2 separate regions of the Capra hircus genome follow, and region 2 is linked to region 1. A link is a contact called in public Hi-C data. All regions are on one chromosome and are shown on one strand. The core of a region is the stretch at or near the end of the contact, and the rest is flanking DNA. Distances in the headings are between cores, read along the strand shown.

What was found. Hi-C and Micro-C count contacts between places; a contact is called where the count stands out from the background.
Region 2: a contact with region 1 is called in a Hi-C map of blood, with 5 times the contacts expected there. The contact joins the enhancer-like site here to the promoter of STAT4 in region 1. A contact is called at or near these places in 3 of 5 Hi-C or Micro-C datasets (blood and liver).

What each region holds. Positions count from the first base shown.
Region 1 is chr2:56,315,783-56,321,583 of ARS1.2, reverse strand. STAT4 (signal transducer and activator of transcription 4) reads right to left here and starts at 2,897. Exons shown (of 24, transcript XM_005676278.3): 1 at 2,818-2,897; 2 at 104-232. The coding sequence starts at 231.
Region 2 is chr2:56,403,034-56,409,179 of ARS1.2, reverse strand. It overlaps STAT4 (signal transducer and activator of transcription 4), which reads right to left. Exons shown (of 24, transcript XM_005676278.3): 15 at 1,995-2,078; 16 at 248-346. Among named protein-coding and RNA genes, the nearest start is that of STAT1, 29 kb to the left of the region's middle. Within about 2 kb of position 4,664, at least 1 of the 5 cell types and tissues checked has an H3K27ac peak or open chromatin away from gene starts, as enhancers often do.

The sequences.
Region 1 (5,801 bases), core at 1,648-4,147:
AGTTCTTTACCTGAAAGGAATGTATCTACTGAGTTAAAAGTGGACCATAGAGTAAGTCCATGTGTAAGTCCTCTAGGGAAAACACAATAACGTTTGATCCTACCAGTCCTGATTTTCAATCCACTGGGCCAACAGATGCCGAATTTCCATAGGAAAGTTGTCATCATAGAATTGATCAACTTGCTCCAAAAATTTTATTTCTAACTGTTGGACTTGATTCCACTGAGACATGCTATAAAGAAGAGGAAAAAATAGAACTTAAAAATAATGTTATTAACAACGATGGTACATGTTTTCTTTTCCTTTTTTTTTTTCTTTTTTTTTGGATTTTGGACAAAAACAATGTTATCCATTAAATAACTGGAGAAAAAAATTTATTTTATAATCACTCAAAGAAAACAGAAACAAGAAAATGTTTTCAATCCAAACATAATGCAGTTCTGAGCTTTTTCCTAAGGCATTCCTAAGGAAGGAAAAAGGATTCTTCCTCTACCCCAAGCCATACTTTTCTTTGTTCTAAAAGAAACGTTTGATCCACCTTCTCTAGAAAGCTTTCATTCCCCCTCAAAACCCCTCACATCTGTCTACACAGATGTGTATTCTCAACAATCTCCTTCCCTAGGCTGTGCTCCCTCTCACTATTAATTCGACTGAGCAACCTGAAGACAAGCAACAAACTAAACTATATCTCCTAAGATTCTCTTAAGGCTTTATATGTGCTGCAGCACCAGTCGCTCAGCCTTTCCAACTCTTTGCGACTCCATAGACTGTAGACCACCATTCTCTTCTGTCCATGGAATTCTCCAGGCAGGAATACTGGAGTATGTTGCCATTCCCTTCTCCAGGGGATCTTCCCAAACCAGGAACCGAACACGGGTCTCCTGCATTTCAGGTGGATTCTTCACCATGTGAGCCACCAGGGACACTTGATGTGAGGACTGCCCAATAAAAGCTTCTTTTATAATAAAACTGTCCAATCCCTTTTTATTTCAGATCTGTCTGGCTTCTAGAGTCAGTCATATTCCTAGACTTCTAGTCTCAGTCTTACCTATATAAAGAGTTTCCTGTGGACTTTTCTTTCAGTTCAAAATACCTCTGAACAAAGTAATATTTTCATTTCTCTCTGGAATGATCAACTATTGCGGGGCAAATCTTTTAAAGTCTCCTTTTAATCCGTCTCTGATGTACATCTGACAGTGGTTAAACCCTCAACATACTGAAGAAGAAACCACTTGATACGTAGTTGGCAGTGTGTCATAAAACAAAAGTCTGTGTTTCCCCAGCATAACCCCATTGTGTCCAATTTAGAAGTTTTAGACGTATTTCTTAACTCAAGGAAATGAATATGACATCTCTCCTTGAAATTACAGTATTTTATTTTTCCCAAAGTCAAATTTTTTATTGTTTTGTCACTAATTCTAGATCAAACAAAGAAACCATTTATGTGATCAATCACAATGGTGTTTCAACTTACCTTGTAGGTATATTAAGATTTCCTTTTGCTTACAGAACATTATGATGAGAAATTTCTCAGGTTTCAAAGGGAACCATTTCAGGAGCACCTTTTGTATTTAAAAAAGATTAATGCCAATGTTTTGCTAAAAGAAAGTGACTGGAAAAAATTTTTTCACTTTCCTATCACTTTATATTTACACATATAATCCTAGGCGAAAGTGCTCAGTAAGTACTCATTAAGAGAAGAATGAGTGGGTCTCTGGATGCTGTAATTGGCACAGGTGGCTAGTATTATTCTGGCTTTAAAATGAAAAAAAAAAAAAATCCGAGGGACACATAGGCAAAATGACTCTTGCCCAAGACACACAGCTCCTAAGGAACAACCTGAGGTCTCCTGACACTACACATGGTTGTCTTTCCTGATGCTGGGTGTATACACATTTGTTGCCATGCTACTATCCCCATGGCTCTGCTCTATCAGTTTATTCTAGTGAATGACAAAAGAACAGGTGCTGAGAATAGCATTACAATTGTAACAGCTACTATTGTTCAATCTCTGCTATGATCTGGATGAAAATCTATTTTCTAACTAAGAATTAACTGGACTGAACCCATCCTAAAGTTAGATCACTCCTAGTATCTGAGTCCACCCTTCAGAGAGCTGAACACAAGGCTGAACGGGGGAAAGACAGGTTTATAGACTCAGGACACTCTTCTGTTGCAGCCTCTAGTAACGCCTTCAAAGGACCTAAAAACACCTTCACTCTCTAAGGGCTAATTCTTCCCATCCCAAGAAAACTACCGAGCATTTCTTTTGACGACTGAGCGCCTGCCTAGTCTCTTTGAATGCCTGGCCCTAGAAGCCTGATAAACGGGCGTTTTGTCCCACGGCCTGGGGGCTAACGCTGCCGCTTTGGGGTTCTGTGAAAAGGGGGCGACTTGTCCTAAAACATCACTGCTCTTATCAAAGCCTCAATCACTGGCTACCTCAGTTGCGAGCTTCTGGCTGAAACCCAAGCAAGCAATCTAACGCCAGGCATGAGAGTTAAGAGCAGCTGGCTAAGAAAGTGAAGCGGGGGACCACACTCGGCGCGGACCCACCCCCCGCTGCAGCCACAGCGGTCGCACCCACTCAAGTTTACGGTTTCCGGGGCAGAGTGCCTGGAGAGACCCGCGCCACCGCGCACCTTTGAATCATGGAGTCGACCGCTTGTTTCTGAAACTACTCTTCCTCAGCTAGGACCGTGAAGTAACTGTCAACACAGCACGGGCGCGGCAAAACTTCGGCATCGTCCTGCAGAACCACGTCCTGGCCCGCCCTCCTCCAGAGAAGCCACGCCAAGGTGCGGTCTGCCTCCTTACCTGGCTCCCTCTGCCCGCGTCCCAGGCGGTGCTCAAGTCCACGGTTGGAATCGCCCTGCACGGTCCCCTAGGACCTAGCCGCTGACGCCTTCGTCAGAGAGGATTTGCATTTCTCCTCCTACTTGAGGCTTTCCTGTGCGTCAGTGTTAGAACCTCCGGTACTTTACTAGGGTCGTTTCCACCCACTGCCTATTCCAGAAACGCTGAAGAGCAGAAACAGGTTGAAGCCACCACGCGGGGCGCCCTCTCCTCATCCCCATCAATCACTCCAGCCACTCCCTGTGGCCCGAGGGTGTCAGAAGAAGTGGGTGGGTGGGGGCCACACGCTCTTTCTCTTCCGGTTTCCCCAGACTGAGAGCCCCTGCAGACTTACTTAAGCCGCGCTTAGTCGCTCAGTCGTGTCCTACTCTTTGCGATCCCATCCATGGACTGTAGCCGGCCAGGAGGATTCTCGAGGCAAGAATACTGGAGTGGGTTGCCATGCCCTCTTCCAGGGGATCGTCCCAACCCAGGGATCGATCCCAGGTCTCCCTCATTGCCAGCAGATTCTTTACCGGCTGAACCATCAGGGAAGCGCAGACTTACTTGCCCCGACCTAAATTCCAGGCTTCCCGGCTTCCTCCCTATAGACTCCACTCACCACGGCGGGAGCCAGCCCCTGGAATGAAAGGGGTGGGTCGCCAGGATGAAAACAGCCAATGGAAGCCTTCACTGTGCGCGGATTCTAACAGGGTCTGCTCACCAGCAAGACAACCTCACCCAGCGGCTGGGACCAGCTCCTGCGCAGGTGGACACCTGCCCTTACCAGCCCAGAATCATCCTCCCCTACCCATTAGCTACGCCTGGTTGCAGGGGGATGTGTTTCTCCCTTTGTGAGGTGGACTGGTTCTAGAACCCCAGAGCTGGAGGGAGCCTTGGCCTCATCTGGTTCTGACTCCTCTTTTCTATCTGAAGAGACACGGGGCCCAAAGAGGTGACCTGAGTTACTCATTGATTTACCTGTGAAGACTGGATAAGAATCTGGAGGGTTCAACTACCTCCTGAGTGCTGTTTTCTTTTCATCTCTGAGCCAGATGTTAACATCCCCTGACATGCAGTAAGAGTTCTACAAAAGTTTAGGAAAATAGACACAAAAGCAAAAACAGACGACGGACTAAAGGAGGTAGAAAGAACAGAACGACTCAATCTGTTTATGTGCATGCCTAGAGAGATCTGCCAAGGTCAAAGGCCTTGCTTCACAGCATGGTGCTAACCAGCATCACAGAGGATTCTCCTCCTCTTTCAGGAGATATCATCATGTGATTAAATTTACCACCTCTCTCCCTCACCTACAAAGAACAAGTCAATCAACCCCAAAGTCAGACATCTAAATTCGAAGTCATCATCTAAATTCATTTGTCAGGTAGAGCTGGTCCTGGCTGCTTGCTCACTGGGTGGTTTCCAGGAGCTTATGCTGCTCTGTCCCCACCTGAAGGAAGTGCCTCATCTGGGCTGTTCCAGCAGCCACGGAACAAAGACTGGTTTCCTTCTGGGGACACAGACACTGCCTATAGGAAAAAGTCCAAATTCTCGGCACCCAAAGTTCTGTTCAACTTGGTCCTAACCTCTTTCAGAAACTTCTCTCCCCCACCCTCCTGGCCCACCCCAAGAACCCATGATCTGATGTAAATCAGTCTCCTCTGCTCTCTAGATTATCCTCTCATATTTCAGTACTGATGCTCCCTTCAGCTGTAGTTTCTTCCCCAACTTGTCTACTCACTGAAATCCTCTCCTTCTCAGTAAAGATTTCACTGATGACTCCAACCCTGTAAGTAATTTTTCCCTGACTGAATTCTGATCATGTCCAAACTAATACTGTCCAAGAGAAATAAAATGCAAGCAACATATGTTCACTTTTCTAGTAGCCACATTAAAAAAGGAAAAAGCAACAATTAAATTACTTTTAATACTGTAAATAACCCAATACATATAGAATATTAACATTTCAACATATAATCAGTATAAAAAGTTATTAATGAGAGACACCATTCCATAAACAAAAGATCCCACTATATAGCACAGCAAACTATATTTAATCATATATATGTATATTATATACAAAACTGATTCACTTTGCTGTGTACCAGGAACTAACACAACATTGTAAATCAACTGTACTTCAATTTTTTAAATGTAAAGAAAAAAGACTGAGAGACAATATTCCTTACTTCATATGAAATCTTTGAAGTCTGGTGTGTACTTGCCATTTAGTTAGGAGTCTCCACATTTCAAGTGCTTAAGAGCCACATGTGGCTAGTGGTTACCATATTGGACAGTGTAGAACTAGCCCACTCATTTAACACTTTTCACTTCCTGCCTTACAACATTAGTCACATTGGTTTTGTGGGTCTTTATCATCAGTATAGTCAACTATTGAGTGACTGCTATAGAAAGCTGAGAGTTTGTTCCCTTCTTTTAAAAACCTCACCTTGGGATACTCCCAGCAGTATTCCAACTGTTTGGTCTCAAGACACCTTTATACACTTAAAAAAATCGTTAACAACCCTAAAGAATTTTTGTGTATTTCTATTCTGTATTTATTTTTAATTATTGTACTCAAAATTAACTCTGAAAAAAAGTCAAAACATCTATTCACTTAAAATTATAGTCATAAGCCCATTATGTGCTAAACATTTTAAAAGGGAAAACAAGCATATTTTCCAACAGACAGGCAAAATAGAAGATTGGCGTTGATTTACGTTTTTAAAAATCTCTTAAATGTCTTATTTGAGAAAAGACAGCCTCTTCTACATTTACTTTATTGCAAAATATTGTTTTGCTTAAAGTATCTGAAGAAAATCTGGACTCACATAGATATGTAACTAGAAAAGGGAAGAACATTTTAATAGCTTTTTCAGATAATGTTGGTATTCTTCTTTGGTACCACACCAAAACTCAACAAGTGGTAATTCCTTAAGAGTTAGTTGTATTGTGGAATGTGAAGC
Region 2 (6,146 bases), core at 3,415-5,914, 86 kb before region 1:
ATCTGTATGTCACTTCTGCTAGCCAGAACACTCTCATGGTCCAAGTATATCAGAACATGTTATTTTAAATATGACACAAGGGAGGAGTCACACAACTGAATATATTGGAGTTTTGAAATAACCCACAAAGATATGCCAAAATTTATACACACACATATACACATACCTTTTGGGGCACATGGGTTTTGTTGACCATAAAACAAACCAAATGGAATTAAAGGGGGAGAAACAAGAATAGGGTCTCTACCTGGGAATCGTTGGTTGACACATTGTACCAAATGATGGCTGCCCAAGCATTAGGTAACTGACTGACGTTGGAAATCATCACCACAGGTAATGAGCAGGTCTGGTTTTTTTTTGAAAGAAAGGCACAGTTATTACAGGTAGTAGCATCTTACATTGATTTTATACTTGGGTCTTTCCCCTAAAGGGCCGTCTCAAGTCAACCCCACTCCTCCAATCCTGGTGTCTACACTGCTTTGGTACTATAATGATTCATGAAGGCAATGGAACCATCTGAGCATACATGAGTCAAAGTACAGGGAGCAAAGAAGCAATAAAAATAGGGATCCTTTCAGAGTGCTTGGTGAGTCGGCTCCAATATCTTCCCTGATATTATGTAGATATTTTTAACTTTCTTGTATCATGTACTGCCAAAAATATAACTAGAGCTTGTATCGACTTAGCAACTTTCTTAATAAGTTACATCAAAGAATCTAATTTAAAATTTATCTCTGGAATGGATTAATATATTCAAATTATGATCTAACATCTCATTAATGTCAGTATCAGATATGGGGGTTTTAGAGGGAGAGGTGCATGACCTTGGAATACAAAACACTATGGGAGATAGAGCTGCTGCCTCTATTGTCATAGCACTCAGCTTAGTGCTGTTGGTGCTAACGTTTTCCACCTTATGGAACAAACAGGCTTCACAGATTCATCTGGGAAACTAATCAACTTACATTAGTCCCTTCGCATTAACAGAAGTTATATTGTTTGTAGACAGTGAAATGCCCACTTGAGGAACTCAACAGCTCATGGAAGCAGACATTTAGGGAAAAGGGATGAAAACTCTGGAAAATTTTATAAATATGTTCACATTCATTAAGATACAGGAGTGAAGGCAGAAGGCTAAGATAATCTGTTCTACAAATAGGACCATATTCAGGTGTATGAAGTTGTGTTTATCCGTTCATGCACTCATTCATTCATTTACTCAACAAATGTTGAGCATCTGTTATATGTCAGGCACTGTGGGGGCACTGGTAATGGAAGGATAAAGGTGTGATATCCTGCCTTCAGGGAGCTCATTGTTAATTATGTTCAATTTAATTCCCCATTTCTTGATTTCTTCTTTGAGTTCAATGGTGATTGTTGTCAGAGAATCAAAACAATGTGCTATTAATGTTCCTATCATTGGTCTTTGCTCATCACACTATAAATACCTTTCTTCTGAGGCAATTTTATGTACAAATTAAAATTTTGAAATCGTACATGACATGATTCAAGTATATTTATTTCTCTTTAAGCTTTCCACTGAGTATCTGCAACTCTGGGAATCCCAGAAAACAAACAAGTATACAGTCTCAGCAACAAATTATTCAATATGTATTGAATTATAATGACTGCGGTTTTATCATTTATATATATATATATATATATATATAATTTAAAAATTATTTTTTGGCCATGCCACATAGCTTGTGAGATCTTAGTTAGCTGACCAGGAAACAAACCTGGGCCCTTGGCAATAAGAGTGTAGAGTCCTAAACACTGGACAACCAGGGAATTCCCTTATCATTTATATTTAATCAGAATAATATATGCTGACTAATGAGTGAATATTTCACATATTGATTTCCTAAATTACAACAAAAATAATGAATAAGGAATGTACTAAAACCTAGAAAATATTGAGTTTTCATCTTCAAATACTGACCAATTCCTGAAAATGCTATTAGTAAATACTAAATGTTCCTTGAAACACCTACCTCCAAATCTATGGTCAGTCCATAGAGGCAGATCTGTGTCTCAAATGTTATGGAATGAAGCTCCTCAGTCACCATGTGACAGCCCTAAGGGGGAAAGAAATAAATTGTTATCTTACAAATGCATACTCGTGTGTGCTAAGTCGCTTCAGTCGTGACTCTCTGCCACTCTATGTACGGACTGTAGCCTGCCAGGCTCCTCTGTCTATGGGAATTCTCCAGGCAAGAATACTGGAGAGGGTTGCCAGGTCCTCCTCCAGGGGATCTCCCCCACCCAGGGACTGAACCTGTGTCTCTTATATCTCCCGCATTGACAGGTAGGTTCTTTACTACTAGTGCCAACTGGGAAGCCTTCTACAAATGTGTATAGTTGTTACCTATTATTAGATGTGCTTTTATAAAAACTAACAACTTTTTAAAGTATAAAGTATAAAATACCCTCAAACATCTTCTGTTATGGAACATTCCTTATTTTAAAAAGTTAAAGGATATACAGAGTTTGAGAAATCTTCCTTTACACAAACGAATGATATTGTTTCCAAAACAATTTCTAGCTTCAACAATTCCAGCATATTTTCATCAGTTGAAATCCAGATAAGTTGCTCTTTATTTTTACTTTTGGAAATTTGTCCTTTTGACTTATCAACTATTAACAAAAGAAAGCCAGATGTGTGTAGCTATAACAAAAACAAGTCAGTATCATAATGGATTTTTTATTTTTATTTATTTATTTATTTATTTAGAATCTTTTTATTTTTATTTTTTTAATTTTAATTTTTTATTTTTTTTTAAATTTTAAAATCTTTAATTCTTACATGCGTTCCCAAACTTGAACCCCCCTCCCATCTCCCTCCCCACAACATCTCTCTGGGTCATATTGGATTTTTTAAAAGCAATATCAAACAGGGTTAAACATGGTTAAGTGGGAAAAATATGTACTTTCCTCAGCTTCTTCCAGAAACTTCAATAAAGTAACAACTGGGGTTTTGTTTACTTTCCAATAAAATAAAACTGTAACCTAGGTCTGGGAGTGAAAGCTAGGGGAGTCTGGAGCGAGGGTGGCAGTTAGGGGCTGTGTGTTTCAGAACCAGGGGTGGAAGCACTGAGCCCCCAGAAGCTGGAGAGTGAGGGCTGAACAGGAGGGGTAGTTACTAGCCTCAGCCTAGGCAATGAGGTTCCCAACTTCCCTGACCCTGGTGGGTTTTGGTTAGTTAATACATCCAGTGCTTGCATTACTATGATTATAAAAAAAAAAATGTTAACAGCTGAACCATGTAACAGTATGATTGTATTTCCATTCTTATATTATTTTTAGTTTTTCCTGGACTTATTAGTTGCCTCAGACATTTTACTTAATCAATTTGTTTTATCTACCTGTTACTAATGTAACCCCAAATACTGAATATATTAAATAAACTAAATGCTATACAATAATATTGTAAAAAATGGGTAAAATTCATGTGTATGAAGAGCTGGTATATAAGAGCCATAGTTTAATTAAAAATAGATAACCATCAAGGACCTACTGTACAGAACAGGGAACTCTGCTCAATATTACATAACAACCTAAACAGGAAAAGAATTTGAGAAAGAATAGATACATGTATATGTATAACTGAATCCTTTTGCTGTACACCTGAAACTAACACAACACTCAGGGATCCAATCCAGGTCCCCTGTACTGCAGGCAGATGCTTTCACCATCTGAGCCAGCAGGGAAGCCCCTAATCAATCATACTGCAGTATAGAATAAAAAGTTTTTAAAAAAGAGAGCCACAGCTTAATCTTTTTCTAGGAATAATTCAGAAGTATATAAAATAAACATATTAAGAAATATCAGTATGATCTTAACATAATATTTAGAACTCAAAAAGTGATCACCTCCGAGGAGTGGGTTTGGAGCGGGAAGGAGTGGGACAAAAATTGCTGTTTTTCCCAGGATGAAATCTGACAGAAACTTGCTGTATGCCAGAACCAGCAGTACTGTCATCATCTAAGAGCTTGTTAGAAAAACAGCTTCTCTGGCCTCTTTCCAGGCCCACTGAACCAGATTCTGCATTTTAACAAGAACCCCAGGTGGAATTTATGAGGCAATTATTCTCAATATGATGTATCCACATTATGTTTAGTCTCAAAAGGGATGTAGAAAAATTGGAGATGATATAGAAAGCTTAAACGATTTAAAAAATAAGTCCTGTGGGAACATACGAGCAGAAGTGGAATTATCTAGGTTAGAAAAGTCAGGATGGGGTTGTGGGTGGCTGAGTCAGCTCTGAAAGGGAGCTCTTGCTACTGAATATAGTTAATAACAAGCTGGAGTCCTTTTGTGTTAAATTAAAAAAAAAAGTTCTAATATGATGATATGAATGACAACTACAAGAGGAAGATTTTATTGATAATGCTGCTGCTGCTGCTAAGTCGCTTCAGTCGTGTGCAGTCCCATAGACGGCAGCCCACCAGGCTCCCCCGTCCCTGGGATTCTCCAGGCAAGAACACTGGAGGGGGTTGCCATTTCCTTCTCCACTGCATGAAAGTGGAAAGTGAAAGTGAAGGCGTTCAGTCGTGTCCAACTCTTAGCGACCCCATGGACTGCAGCCCACCAGGAGGGACGTTAAAATAGGATCTGTTACTGAGAAAACTCCTCTTTCCCTTGGGCCAGAGCATTGTGGTATCTTCCAGTGCCCGGAGGTGGTTAGATTGACTCAGTGAGACTGCTTCTTCCAGATTAGTAGAAACGTGTGTTACTGAAAGTTCTTTTGAAAATTCTCTTAGACCACCCCTAAAGTTACTCACCAAACAACCAGCCCCCTTCCCCCAATTTACTTATTATGTAGAACTAAATTGTTCTTCCTTTGATTGACCATGAGATGAAACGGTCATCTGTAGGCACCAAGTTAACAAAAACCACATTTTTTTTAAAACAACAGAAAATCTCACTGCCCTCTGGGAGGAGGTGTTTACACTATGCAAAGTGAGGCAACAGAAGAATCCACAAGCCCATGGTCACTAAGGGGTGCCACTCACATTCTCACTGAGTTCAGCGGTGGAAAGGATACAAGCCCGTGCTTGTACATTTGAACAGAACATTTGAGAGGCCTGCGGCAAGCACACAGAGGGAGACCACATACCATATGTCTAAATATTTAGCCTTTATAAATCAAGTTAACAAACGTTAAAATATGGGCTAGTCTCCTGCCTCAACAGCTAAGCTTTCACATGACCTAATTGGCCAGGTTTTAACTCCTCAAAGTCCTGCTGAAATATGCTGGCCTGGGGAGAGCATGACCTTCTGGGACCACTCCCATCCTTCTTTCTTCTTCCTCTGTGAGGGGCTGACCTGACGAGTGTGGCCCTGAGGCCTCTCCTCATGCCTGGAAATGTTTGCACTGACGGTTTCATCTGTGCTTGAGAGAGCAGACCTGGGGAAAAGGCCTTGTACAGCCCTGAAAGTGGGCTTGAGGTCTTCTGGGCTGGGAATCCTGAAGCCCTGGGCTCTGGTGAGCACATGGCCTTGACTACCCAGACATCTCTCTCTGTGGGGAGGGCCACAGTGGGAGGACTGCCAAAGGGAGCCTTTGGATTTCTTATTCCTCCTTCATTCTAATCTCCGCAGTTTAATTTGTGTAATTAAATGTGTGTGTGTGTGTGTGTGTGTGTGTATAATAACAATTCATCATGGATATAATTCCCTCACACCTTTGGGTTATGGCACTTGTGTGCTCACTGGTCCAAGTGGCAAGAGTCTCTCAAAGTGTAAGAAATCAGGGCTCTGCAGAGCAGTGACACACAGGGTTGTCCATTAACTTTGGAAGAAGACTCTGTACTTTAAATATTACTTTGTTGAACTGTAATGTGGATGGTGAGAGGTTTACATAGGGATTCAAACTAATTTCCAGTGTTTGCTTTAAACTTTTGATGCAACTGTGAGGTACATTTAGAATGCAGTTCAACAAAGAAGCTGACATCAGCTTCAACATGTCTATCAACAATATACGGGACTGGAGGAAAGCAGCTCTGACAGAAGACAGGGTCATTAGCTTTCCAAGCTTGCGTGGCCACCAGTCATAGTCTTTATTATTTTATCAGTGCAGTCCAAGCTAGAGACACTATTCAATCTCACATTCCCAGGGTCCATTCCTTACAGACTGAAAATAT